Regions from separate parts of the Mus musculus genome. Here region 1 is linked to region 2. The links are chromatin contacts, called in public HiChIP or PLAC-seq maps. All regions are on one chromosome and are shown on one strand. The core of a region is the stretch at or near the end of the contact, and the rest is flanking DNA. Distances in the headings are between cores, read along the strand shown. Region 1 overlaps Gm37548 (a long non-coding RNA gene). Region 2 has its middle 140 kb from the start of Slc7a11.

What was found. HiChIP or PLAC-seq counts read pairs in DNA pulled down with a chosen protein or histone mark.
Region 1: a contact with region 2 is called in an H3K27ac HiChIP or PLAC-seq map of neural progenitor cells, with 13 times the contacts expected there. The contact joins two enhancer-like sites. A contact is called at or near these places in 2 of 39 promoter capture datasets (hippocampal neurons and liver), 10 of 484 Hi-C or Micro-C datasets (the 3T3-L1 cell line, the C2C12 cell line, CD8 T cells and 5 more), 5 of 115 datasets of contacts at active chromatin or transcription factors (T-cell acute lymphoblastic leukemia, double positive thymocytes, embryonic stem cells and 1 more) and 1 of 9 other capture datasets (embryonic stem cells).

Annotation. Positions count from the first base shown.
Region 1 is chr3:50,877,269-50,884,361 of GRCm38.p6, forward strand. Gm37548 (a long non-coding RNA gene) reads right to left here. Exons shown (of 2, transcript XR_003954473.1): 2 at 5,969-7,093. Among named protein-coding and RNA genes, the nearest start is that of Gm37548, 8.1 kb to the right of the region's middle. Within about 2 kb of position 5,308, at least 48 of the 459 cell types and tissues checked have an H3K27ac peak or open chromatin away from gene starts, as enhancers often do. A contact at or near this core is called in neural progenitor cells, where this site is marked.
Region 2 is chr3:50,297,994-50,304,452 of GRCm38.p6, forward strand. No RefSeq gene overlaps it. Among named protein-coding and RNA genes, the nearest start is that of Slc7a11, 140 kb to the right of the region's middle. Within about 2 kb of position 3,053, at least 22 of the 459 cell types and tissues checked have an H3K27ac peak or open chromatin away from gene starts, as enhancers often do. A contact at or near this core is called in neural progenitor cells, where this site is marked.

The DNA.
Region 1 (7,093 bases), core at 4,058-6,557, 580 kb after region 2:
TGACTAAGATGCCCATCAGTCATTTCCTGGCTTTACGGAACCAAGAAGTCACGCAATCTGGGAACATCTCTCTGGACTCAGGATTACAGTTCTCAACAGTTTAACAAAAAAGCCACATCAGGATGACTTAGCTGGAAAACTCCCTGACTAGAGAGTCCAGGAGTGCAAAACCCATGGGCAGACGCAGTGCCTCACTGACTTGACTAGGGGATAACTCTCCTAGGTTCCCATTCCACCATCCTAGTATGTAGATCTCAGGACCATGATCATTGCCTCTTGTCTACAAGATAGCTACAACCTCCCCAGACATCACAACTAAGTTCCCTAAGGCCCAGACCAGAAAATATAAAGGAAGGATGATTGAAGAAAAGTGTGAATATTTTCTTGAAATCTCTCTGAATAAAACCATTAAGTGTCTACCTCTGGATGTAAACCAATTTAGGATGTTAAATTTGGAAGAAAACAAAAACAGTCTTCAAGGTTAGAAGGTTAGAATGGATACTGGGTAGAATTAGAGTTAGAATTAGGGATAGTTCCTTAATAGCTTATAGATTTTTCTCTGGCCTGTATGTGCACACATGGGCAGGAAATATACACATATAAGCCAAAGAATAGCTTCATTGATATGCAGCAGGCATGATCCACCTTTTGTTTAGTTGGTTTGTGTGGTGTGGTGTGGTGTGGTGTGGTGTGGTGTGGTGTGGTTTGGTTTTGACAAGATCTGTCACTGCTTTGGAGGTGTCCAAGAAGGAAAGACTGGCTGGCTTTTAACCCCAGGGTTTTTCCTGACTCTGCCTCCACAAGACTGGGGTTGCAAGAATGGAATGTCATACATGGTATTTCCCAGAGTCCTTTAATGACTGAACTATCTTCCAAACCCTTTAAAACTTTTCAGTTTTCACACTGATTGTAACCTACAGGTGAAATTCAAATATAGAACTAGATGCCCATCTCGTCAGGGGAGTAGGAATGAATTTGTCATTTTCTTTTCCTCTTCCTAAATCTCTATTCATGATGAACTGATGCCAACGGACATTATTTTAATTGTCACAGACTAATGAGAAAAGGAGAGAAAAACTGGGGATGGGTGACAGTGCATAAACGACCTTCTGGGACAAACTGAGAAAGACCAAACTATACATCACACTGTTGAGGAGAGCAGAGAAACTGATGCACTCATCAGACAAGGTGCCTCTGGCCAACTCCTGAGACACTTGCTTCCAGACAAGGAGAGAGACGCACCTGAGATAGTATGAATCAAAGCAGCTCACAGAGCCCTTTGTCCAGAGAAACTTTCGCTCTCTGGTTTAAATTTATTTGGTTGGTTGGTTGTTTGTTTGTTTGTTTGTTTGGTTGGTTGGTTGGTTGGTTGGTTGGTTGGTTGGTTGGTTTATTTGTTTGCAACAAGAGTTCATACAACCTAGGTTGGCCTTGAACTTGCTCAGTAGCCAAATCTTGAATTTGACCTTAAATTTCTGTTCCTCCTGCCTCTGCTTCCCCTGTGCCCCACCCCCACCCCACCCTGTGCCCAGTTTATGTGGTGCTGGGGATAGAGCCCAGGGCTTCATGCATGTGAGACAACCAAACAACGGACATACCAACTTAACTACAGGCTCAGCCTCTAGCTGGATAGTTTAGACATTTTGTTAACAAAAAGTACATGTCACCACTTGAAACAAAATGAAAAGCCCGCAGCTATATAAAAAGAAAAGAAAGTCGGAAGCCACGTGCGTTGCTGTGATGAGGACGGACTAGCTTCTGCAGCGTTGTGCTAGAGTCTGGTGGTCACTGAAAAATAGCTCTCACTGAAATTATCAACCAAAGCAATTTTTAAAAAATCATGGCGTTAAAGTCACTGAGGAACCAGCTTGGAAACCAGATGATCTTCCATCTCACAGTTGAAGAAGGGTGGCATTGTGAAGCCTGCTGAGCTCTTGGCCAGTTTCAAAGCATCTTTCCACTCAATGATAAACAGGCACTGGGGTCTGTGCCAAGCGTTTATCACTGTGGCCACGATACCCACGGACTCAAGCTTGCTCTGTTATCCTGCCTGGGCTACTACACAATCATGTAACAATGAACAACTGTTTCCAAAAGAATAACATGTCTAACTTAAAACCTCCAGAATGACTTCTCTTTATTCTCTTACTCTGAAGGAAGCAATTCTATGAATGCTCTGCAGCTTCCTGGAGCAGCCTCGGTGGATTTGAGCACTGCTTTTCTATTTAAAGCCCCTAAAAATGAAAGATGCCATTATGGAAAGAACTAGCCACCAGCAACAGAAGCATGACACGTCCTGGGTTTCAAAATGAACTTGTAATGGCAGAATTTTCCAACCAAGGGCTATCTACTTAATGATCCCCAACCGGTGTTCAAAATCTCCCCAAGCCAGCAGGACTCTTCTCTCTATTCGAATCGTGTCTTAATCTTTCTTTGGACAAATGTTCTGGAGTTGTGCCCCGCAAGTCCTTCACGGTGCACAACACTATCTCACTCTGGCTTACCTACTTCCTAGTCTGCTGCTACATAAGATAAGCCCTCCCCTTTCAGCAAAGTCTCCCACAAACAGTGAGTGAAAGATGTCAGCCATCATGAAGCTTCCTGGATCCCTCCGGAAATCTTGGGGACCTGAGCGTTTGCTGAGAGTTTGACTTTATTATTAAGATTTTATTTGTGTATATGTGTGTCTGCCTGCCTGTGTCTGACTGTGTGTATCTCGGTCTGTGTGTGTCTATGTCTGTCTGTGTGAGTCACATGTGTGCAGGTGAGGGTAGAGCCCAGAAAAGGTTATCAGTTCCCCTAAAACTGGAGTGACAAGCAGTGGGGAGCAACCTGACATGGGTGCTGGGATCAGAGCCCTAGTCTTACAAGAACAAGAACAACTAGCATTCAGCACTCATAACCACAGAGCCATCCCTCCAGCCTGGCGGTGTGACTTCTAACATCCCAGCTAACACAGAGACACAGCTCAGAACTGTGAACGAATGGTCTTTTCCATTTCGTTTTCTTTATCCCTCTTATCTCCAGATTCTTCATATGGAAACTTGCCAAATTCTTCTCCTTAACCTTCCTCACCATCAATTTCTTACCCACATTCTCCCAGAGGTCCCTGTTTCCAGCATGTTCCTTCTGTACTCTCTCTTTTCTAAGTGAGTGGTCTTAAAAAATTTAAATACTCCATTTTAGAACCTCTCTCACCTTCACCCAGCTGAACCTTATGATCACCTATCTATCTATCAATCTATCTATCATCTACCTATGCATCGTTTACCTATCTATCTATCTATCTATCTATCTATCTATCTATCTATCTATCTATCATCCATCTCTCTGTGGTAGTTGTTTTAACTATCAACTTAGCAGAGTGTGGAGCAGGCTGAAGATGTGGTTATTGCCTGTCCTCTCTTGTGATCTGGAAAGGGCTTAGTCTTGGTCATTACCAATGCCTTACTTAAATTCGGTGCCTCTTCATGTAACCCCCAGTACCTGTCTTTCACATTTCCACGTACAGTCTAAGAAGTCCTCTCGTACCACCTCCTTCCTGGAAACTTCTCCTCCAGATGAGACCCACCTTTATGATTCTCATGACATGTTTATGGCTAAGTCTGGTCCCTCTCCACAGCTAAATTCCAAACATCGTGTAATATTCTTGAACTCGGAGGCATTATCCTCTCTTCTTATGACCCAGAGCTGCCTAGAGTTGATTGGCACTGTGTCAGGACAGACAATAAGGGATTAGGACAGGTGTGATTGTTTGGAGTGGTAGAACGAGAGAAGCCTGGCCTAGGTCCTAGCATTATCTGGATAGACAGATTCACAGCTCTGGGGGGGGGGGGGTTGGGGTAACAATCTGGAACCTTCCACATGATCCTGCGGTGTCATTTCCACATGAACCACAAGTTTAATAAGAGGAAATCACCGAGATTCCAAAATGCCACCCCAAATGACTTCTGCTGTTGCTGTTGTTTTGTTTGCTGGTTGACAATTTTGTTTTGTTTTTTCATGAATTAACCAAGCTTTGTCATGTCTAATATGCAAAACAAAAACAAACAAACAAGCAGAAACCACGCCTCTTGTCTGCTCGCTATAGGAGCTGTCCCATTTCGGTTATAGAAAGGCCACTGCTGCTGCTGCGGGTACACTTGCTGAATCTCTTTCCTCTGTTAAGGAACCATGCCTGGAACACAGGGTATCATATTCTGAACAAGTTCCACGTCCTTCCTGCCTCCAGGAAACCTCACAGTTGGAGCCTTGTCCTCCCTGGTGAGAGGTCATAGAAATGCTCTCCATTAATTATGGATGAAGATTCCCAGTGAGAGGTGAGCCAATAGCCAGACACAGAGACACTGTCCCAGACCCCAACCCTCTAGGGAGCAGAGACACTGAGGGAGACACTTATGACTGTCCTCCATTTTCTACCCAGTCACACACCCCACAGGGGGTGTGAATAAGGGAAAAGAAAGATCAAAGAGCAAAAGCTAACACCACAGGAGAAGGCAGAGAGAGTGGAAACATGGATAAAAGAGAGGGGAGGGCAAAGGAGAATGAAGGAGCTGAGAAGCAGGGGGCAGGCGGGAGGAGACAGAGTAGCAGAGATGGGGACCTTAATGAGGTGGCTGGGCCTCCGGTTCCTTTTCTCTCCTTGATATTTAACCGCCTTCCTAACTGAAGTGGGTGGGGCGGTGCTGGGGTAAGCCAGCTGCTGCCGTGCCACTGCCTCTGGACCGCTGGGTTCTGGTCTTCCTGGACCCTCACTGTGCCCTACACTGAAGTGTGGGAATGCCTCTGAAGTGTGGGGAACTTGAAAGTATCCACTGGTAGACAGCTCAGCTCTTCCAACAAAATCCATTTCCGTCAAATTATCACTAGTGGCAGTGATAGAAAAATTAATGATTTCTTGAAGGGACTATTGTATTTAAATATTTCAAGCCTGTTGGTGTGATGTGTGTCAGCGAGAGAGAAACATATTGACTGGGAGCCACAGCTAATGCTGGCTTTTATAAATATCCTGTCAGATAAATAATGGCTCTCAATGGATCCGGTATGATGTACGGTTCTAAAGCAAGCAGGGTTTTGCCAAGAGGCTCAAAGGAGACTGCCATGACAATGGCATAAGCTGAATAATGGGATTTTTTTTCGTTTATCTTCTGTACCAGAGAAAGAAGCGGTAGAGAGGTTTGCTCGGTGGGCACCAAGGACAGAGTAGATTGATTCTTCAGATTTCACAAAGGATCCAAACTTCTGAGGCTTCTACTGAAAGCCTCCCGCATACCAAACAGCAATCCCTATTTGCATTTGAATCCGTCCATCCAGCAGGCTGGCCAAACCCAGGCACCCCAGGATTACCCTGCTGCCACAGGGAACAGCTCCTCTTGGCTCACAGGAGAAAAATCAAGAGCCTACAAGTGCCAATCGGGATCAATCACTGTCTGAGCAGTGTAGACTATCCAACCTTATATTCTATCATCCCCCTCCCTCCCCTAACTGTCCCTTCATGTCACAGGGAATGGAAACCTGATTAGGAAAAGTGAACGCTCTCAGTTTGCTTCCTATGAAGAAGAACCAGTATTAACTGAAGGGAGGGATGAAGGAGAGGTTTAAATTGCTAAGTAGATACTGTTCTCTGTGGATTCTGTGTGTTCTTCTCCATGGATCCCAATATCCACAGACAGATGAAGACTGTCAATAAACACTGGCATGGCCACGATTCATCCTCAAAACACGTTAGCTGCCAAGAAGTTGCAGAGTTCCAAATTCCCAAGCACCTGATTCAAAAGGAGACAGTTAAATTGGACTCTTCCAACCTACTCCGGTTTAACACTACCTTCTCCTAAGGCAATTAAGACTCTCTGTGCTCAAGCAGATAAACAGAGTTGAAAATTAATTAGAACGTGAAAAAGATGAGGATATGAGGATGAGCTAAGGGGGGAAAAACAAACCATGTTGATCAGCAATAATTCAAAAGAAGTCATCTTAACTGAAGTCAATTTATTAATAGGTTAACGTGACATAGAACTCTCAAAAATACAAGTTCAGGGATAGCAATATAGCTCAGTGATCGAGGTACTACCAGATATGTAAATACCTTGGCCACCAACACTATATATATGTGTGTGTGTATACATATATATGTGTATGTGTTTGTGTGTATATGTGTGTGTGTGTATATACACAAGAGCAGATACACACACACACATGTATGTATAATGTTTAAATCAAACTTGTTCTTATATAACCACTATCCTACCTGTCCTTAGACACATGAGGCCCCTACATGTTCCTGCTAGGACTCCATCTGGGATAAAGTGTAGGGAAAAGAAATTACAACTCATCTGCATGGTTCTTCGGTTTTTGCTTGGATGAGAATGGAGACACATTTTTCCCACCTCCCCAAACACCATGGCTATTTGTTTACACAGTAACTTTAGCTTTGTCACATAACTATAAATAAATATTACTTAATGACAGGGCACATTCTAAGAGACAATTCATCATCCAATGATATTGTTGCAGTATAAGTATTCAGAGGATATTGACACAAACTACACATATTCAAATGGTAGAACCTATGATACACCTGAACTATATGGAATATACAGTCTGCCATTGATCAAACCATCATTTCAGTGCTCCAGTATGTTTATATGTACGCCACTGTCTATAAGTGGACTCTGTTAAAAATCAAGCCTTCCAGAGACACAGAAAGCCACACCATATCTTGTGCCAAGTAGAGTCACACTGGGGACCTGACGACTTGACTTTTCTATCACATAAATGCTTTATCAGGATAAAGCTTGGCTCTCTATCATAGGAAACAATGACAGCCTCCAAAGAAAAACATGATAGATGTGTAACCTCCCTTGGTCTCATATACTTTTTAACTTTCTATTGATTCTTTGTGACTTTCCCATCATGCACTCCGGTCCCACTCATCTCCCTACCCCCTCATATCCACCCTCCACCCTTGCAACCTCCCTCCCAAAGAAAATAAAAGCACACAAGCAAATAAACAAAACAAACATCAGAGAATACATTTTGTTGTGGAAGCTGTTGTGTGTCACAATGTGTCCCACAGGATATCCCGCTGTCCATA
Region 2 (6,459 bases), core at 1,803-4,302:
CCCACACTTGTCTGAATTTCTTTGTTTCATAATCCCTGTTGCCCAAGCTGGGTGTCTGCTGTTAATTTCCTGAGGACCATATAGAACGTTGCCTAAATGAGAGGCATCGGGGCCTAGGATGTAGGCGACTCCTTTAATTGATCAGATAAACACGGGCCATTTAGTTTTGCCTTAAATCAGACTTCAAAGCACCACGCTGTACATTCGCTTCATTTTGGCAGACAGCAGAAAGCCTGAAACTCTTCAGGAGGTGGGAAAGCTACGGAAATTAGGCATCTGACCAAGATCGAGGATGAAAAGTAAACAGCCCATTTTAATGTCTCCTTTGAACTGAAAAGCAATAGGGCTCGTGAGGACATTGGAAGATAGGAAAGAGACAATGTTCAAGACCATGAACGCGAGTCCATTTGACAGCAGAGGATGTGGGTCTTAGGGCCACCAGAACATTGGTCAGTCCTCATTAAAGCCTCATCAGCCCTATCAAGATGAAACACAGATTCCAGAGTCCCCTCCCTTTTGCCCATCTCCACACTTTAGCCCATGGTAGGGACACTTGCCTGGGAGGATTTATGCATGCCCTTCTGAACTTCTAACAGAGCCTCTCCTTTGAGTAACCATTTAAAAGAAGATTAAATTCAATTAGGCTGTATCTTTTCCTCATGACAGGCTGACTTCAAAGAACACTTTATACACTTTTCTACCCCATTGGCGTCCGAGTGCTGGTGGGCAGACACAGGGCACCTTCACACTCGGGAAGAAAGGATGGCACTATTTTTACACTCATTTACTCCCTGTATTTTAAGAATGGCCGGCACATGACAGGATACCCACCAGCACTACAGCCATGCTCAGAGACCAGCAAGGCTTGGGACCATTTGGAAGTGAAACCAGAACCCCTGCACCCAGCCCACCCGCCTGCCCTTGCTTTAGGGCCTAGAGCTGCCTTGAGCACTCTCTAAAGCTTAGTGGGCAGTGGGTTTTCCTCTGATTTTCTGAGTTCGTCAGTAATAAATTGAGAGCACTGAGTACTAGCTTGCATATGGAAATTTTATTTTAATCTGAAACTGGGGAATGGTTTAATTAATGATCTTATGAGTCCAATTGGCTCTTTGGTTAAATTACATTTTTATTGAGAATTCCATACATTTTGATCTACTCTATCCCTAATCCCTCTCCTCCAGGCCCCCCCCTTACCCACCCACCAGTTTTTCCTCCTAACTTGCCACACTTTGTTTTAAATCACCCTGGGTCCACTTAGTACTGCCTGTATGTGTGTGCATGGGTGGAGGAAGTGCTGCTGGAATCGGGACAACCTCTCTAGCATCATATTCCTGAAGATAACTGACTCTGGCTCTGCCAAACACCAGCAATTGCCAATAGCTCTTCAGCTACGAGTGGACTTCATGAATTATCCACAGTCCATGCTGGGGTTCTAGCTGACTTGCTCTTATGCCAGTCTTAAGCAGTCACTACCAGGCCACTCTGAGTCCCTTTGTGCAAGGACCACGTCACATCCTGCTGTTGGCTGTAGATGTCCACTACCCTGGAGCGTGTTGTCTCTCTGTCCCTTCGTCGGTGGTGATCTCTGAGCCTTGGGTGGGAGAAGGGGGCCGTGAATAGGTAATAGAGGAGTGATAGAGATATCCCACTTGGATTTGAGTTCTCTCCTGTTCTCTGCAAGTTGACCAGCTGTGAGGTCTCTGTGTTAAGCATGATCTTCTAAAAAAAAAAAAAAAAAAAAAGTAAGAACTTAGGAACAGTTACCTATCATGTCCATTTAACAAAGTAACAATAGTAGATGATCTATATATTTATAAATAATATTGTGTGCAATACTTACTAAGAATTTTGCTTCTTCAAAAGAAAGTCAATATCCCCCGCATATGAAGGGAAAGAAGAACCCAAACCAGCCCTGGGGAATTAGATCCGGTAGGAAATAATCAGATTGCGATTAGCCCTTTTCTTTTTATTCATGGACTGTTTGTGAGAAAGAAATATGGTCGGGAAAGTAGACATTTAAGAAGGAAAAAGAGAAACACTTAAAAAGGAAAACGCAGGCATTTGCAGCTGGAAGCTTGGAACGAAAGACCGACTCCTCTCACAGAAACAAAGACGTGCACCTGCCTCTCACCACCTTCTTTCTCTCAGCTGCTCAGATGCACAGGCCGTTGTGGGTTTTTTATCTTTCCGTAATTGCGTTGCTGCTTCAGCCAGGACGCTGTGGCATTTGGCCAAGGTTTCCCTGCATGGTTGCATTTTCTACAGAGATAAAGAAGGAAGAAGAACAGTGTTTAAAGCAACCCCTTCTTCATGGTGGTGTATGGTAGGGAGAACCGTGCTCCTGGTGCCCCAGCGAGTTGCCCACTGCCCTCCACCTCCCCGGCTTCCGCACTCAAAGGACAAGGGGGAAGCAAAGAGCTGTTAGTGATTTTTCAGTTTTTGTTTCTTCGTTGGCATAAGAGTGCATGGTAGTCCAGTTTGCTTGTTTCATTTTTCAGTGGTTTGATGGTTGCGCAGTCACCTAACAAAAGAAGCAACCAAGGGCTGAAGGAATCAAAGAAAGGAAGGGCCGGCTGGCCTGGCCTTTCTCTTTGGCTGGAAACTGCTTGAAGTTAATTGCTCACATAAGAAGAATAACTGCCGGTGCTATAATTGAATTTTTATGGAAATAAACAGGTGGCAGATTTACTATAGCTGTGGGGATGGTGGGGGGTGAGACGCTGTAGCTAACATTAACCTGTTTAATTTAATAGCCTGGATACTCATACAGGGGGGAAAGCAATGCAGCTCATGGAGTCAGTTGGATGCCAAATGTAAATAACTACAGTTACCCAAGCATGCCCATGTGGTTGAGCAAGAAAGGGCACTGGGCCAGCTTTGACTTAATTTCTGAATGTGTTAATTAACCTACTAGAAGTATGAAAACTCTTAACTCATGAAGAACCAACCTCCCCCCCCCCCAAAAAAAAAAGATCAGGATAAAGAAACACGAAAAAAAGAGAAAAATAGGATGACAATTGACAAAGACTCTGCTGACATGAATAGCAAGACCTAAGTTCTTGCTTTGTGGGGACTTGCATTACTGAAGGAGACTGCGCTGGGAGATGAGTGAAAAGCTAGCTCTGCGCTATGCTGCCCCCAAGTGGTCTAGTTTGGGAAATGCATATTTTTATTCTGAGGGAAAAAAATGTGTGTCTGCTTTTGACTTATTTATGGTCTTGATGTGTACTTTTAAGCCAATCAATAAAAAGTGGTTGTATTTAAACTTTCGAAGACTTTATTTCAACAAGAAACCAACATGTTAAACTCTCTGTACCTGTATTTTATTCATTTTTTTCTTTAAGAATGAAAGTGCATTTTAATGAAAATGAAGTCTCCTATGAAACAAAACCAGTCACCACGGGATATATCAGGAGACGGAATCCACTGTCACCTTCCCCCCGGATCCTGGTGGAATAAATTCCCAGGTGAGGCAGTTAGCAAAGCAATTTTCCCGTACTGAAGATTACACACAGAAAAGTAGACATGAGGCTGAAGTGGAGATTGTCAACGTGAAAAACAAGAAATAATTTGCATGTTATTTGACTCACCTGATTGAATACCTGAGATTTTAGGAGGCAGGGGACTCATCCTAGCACAATTGAGTTTGGGTTGTTTGGAGATTTGTGAGATGTTCTGTTTGTTTTGTTTTGATTACCATAAATTGAGCTATTAAATGAAAACTCCTGAACTGTGTTCTCCTTTCTTTTTTTTTTAATTCGTTTTTTTTAATTAGGTATTTTCTTCATTTACATTTCAAATGCTATCCCAAAAGTCCCCCAGACCCTCCCCCACCCACCCACTCCCCTACCCACCCACTCCCACTTCTTGGCCCTAGTGTCCCCCTGTACTGAGGCATATAAAGTTTGAAAGACCAAGGGGCCTCTCTTCCCAATGATCTAATGGCCTTGTTTCGTCTTTAAGCCCATTATGTTCTGCGAATATTTTCTACATGTGTCTTTCCTAAAGAACGTTGGCTGACCCACTGCAGCCGGCTGATCTATCAACTGCCTTTGCTCTGCATCACAAGATTTATTTCTGTGTAGAGACTGCAATAACTTATTAATGTACCTGGTAAACCCATTTATGGACCAGTAACTCCACATTCATTTCATCATTTAACATCCCCACCCTCCACTCTTACATGAAAGATTGCTCAACATCCTCACAGAAACTTTCACGTTCCTTAAATACAGGACCAAGAACATTGGTTCTCGTTTTTTATTTAATAGATGATAGATAGATGATATAAATACATACATGGATACATAGATAGATACATAGATAGGCACACAGATAGATGATAGATGGATGTGGATAGATAGATAATGATGATGTTAATGATCATGATGATAGATACATACACACATGATAGATGACAGATTAAAAGAGAAGTGATATATGTATAATAGGTAGATGATAGAAAATAGATATGTAGATGAGTAGATGCATGATAGATGATATAGTTTAGATAGAAAATGATAGATGACTGATCATATGTAGATAGCTAATAGATGATAAATTATAGATGGTATATAAACACAGATTATAGATAGATAATAGAGAGATTGTAGATATATCTTGCTGAGCAAGTTAACAAATGCAGGCACACTACTTTACTTTTTCCATTGCTTCTTGCCGACAACCATCAATCAATCTGTGACCACCAGGTAATCTGTACTCCATCCATCCCCCCTCCTATATATCCCGCAGCCCTCCCTGTCCCTGAACCCCTACAATGAACTCTCACTTGGAGTACTGCCACATTTGTTATCTTATCTTGCCACTCTCCTGTCACACGCCCACTGCAGCCAGTGAAACCCTTAAACATCTAACCACAGCTCCTTGCTTCTACCGTGAACCTGACTCTCATTGTTCTAAAGCTCGGGCAGCTGCCACATGAACTTTGATCTTGGTGGATAATGAGTATGAGTTTGTTGAATGAACACCTGGGGGATCTGCTTTATAATGTTCAGTATTTCCTGCATCCTCCTAGCTCCTTCGGATTCTTTTATCATCTAGTGTTTGATTGTTTACTGTGGAGCAGCAAGTCAAATCCAGGGCTTCCCGTGTGTTAGGCAAGTGTTTCCCTCTAGAGCTCTACCCCAACACTAAAAGCCTGAAAACTCTCTACATGGTGGAAATAGAAAAATGAGACAAATCAGCAACTCAGCATCTTGTGAGCTCAAAGCAACAGCTTTTGTTTTAGATTCACCTGTAGGTGTGATTTGCTTTCGATTCAGGCCTTTAGAATATGGAAATAGTTCTCATCATAATAGCCTGCTCCATGGCCCAGGGACCCAGATGACAACTTTACCAATTGCTTAAGAGACCCATTTCAGTCCTAAAGGCAGAAAAAATTTGCAGCACTCAACTATCTAGAAACCAACGAAGATCCAAATTTAATTGATAACCTAAAGTACAATTTGTTGTTCAGTAAAGACAGTGGCCTTTCTCGGGGCTCCTGGAATCAGAGTAGCTCAGCATCAGGCACCCCAAATCTGGGATCATTTCCCTTCCTGGAATCATGTTTGTTGTATGTATTTTCATGATCTAGAGTCTTTTGGTTCCTTTACATTTTGTTAGCATTCTGTCGTATTCCGTTCACACAGAGATCAGCACTTCCATGAAATGTCTGAGTAGCCAGATCTAGGACATATTTTAGGTACATGACCTGAAATGTAAGCAGTCTATTTTGGTCACAAAGTCAAAACAATAACACTTGGTACTTGAACATGTTTATGTGAATGTTGACCCCTGGAAGACATTACCCTTAGGATGTGATATCTCTGCGTACGATGCTTGCCTGATCACTTGTATAAAGGAACGTCAGCTCTTTAGAATGCTTGCTCCACAAGGACAGCATGTCACATCCATTGTGCATAAATCCTGAGCAAAGAATAGGCTGGCCACATTAAAGGCTATTTATCTGCAATGCTACTAAACAGCCAGAGATCCCTTGCTGAAGGCGGGGAGGAAGATTGACTGCACACACGGTGCTCTCACTGCTGAGTCCATCATCAAAGAATTCTTCTTATGGGTTGGAACTCACATCTGAAAATTGACTGTGAGTGCTCAGCCCTCTGTTATAGTGACCTAGGTAAGACCTATGCTTCCCACGCGTGAAGCATTTTCTATAATGCACTTCAGAAAGGACTATTTACTCTTGCCTCTTTCAGTGAAGGAACTGATGGTGACCAAAATATATTCCTGCATTTCAGAGCTTAAGGAAGAAGGGCTTGGCCTGCTGCTGGTTCTGATGGGCATAGCAATTATATTGCTTGCCTGTAGGTGGCACCAGTTGGCTGCTACTACCCTGGAATGGTCCATCCTCAAGGCCATCACAGAACGTCAACAGAAGCATCTACCACCAGGATAAGAAGAGGAGCTCAAGTCTTGTTCAAAACTGTGCCTCTCTTG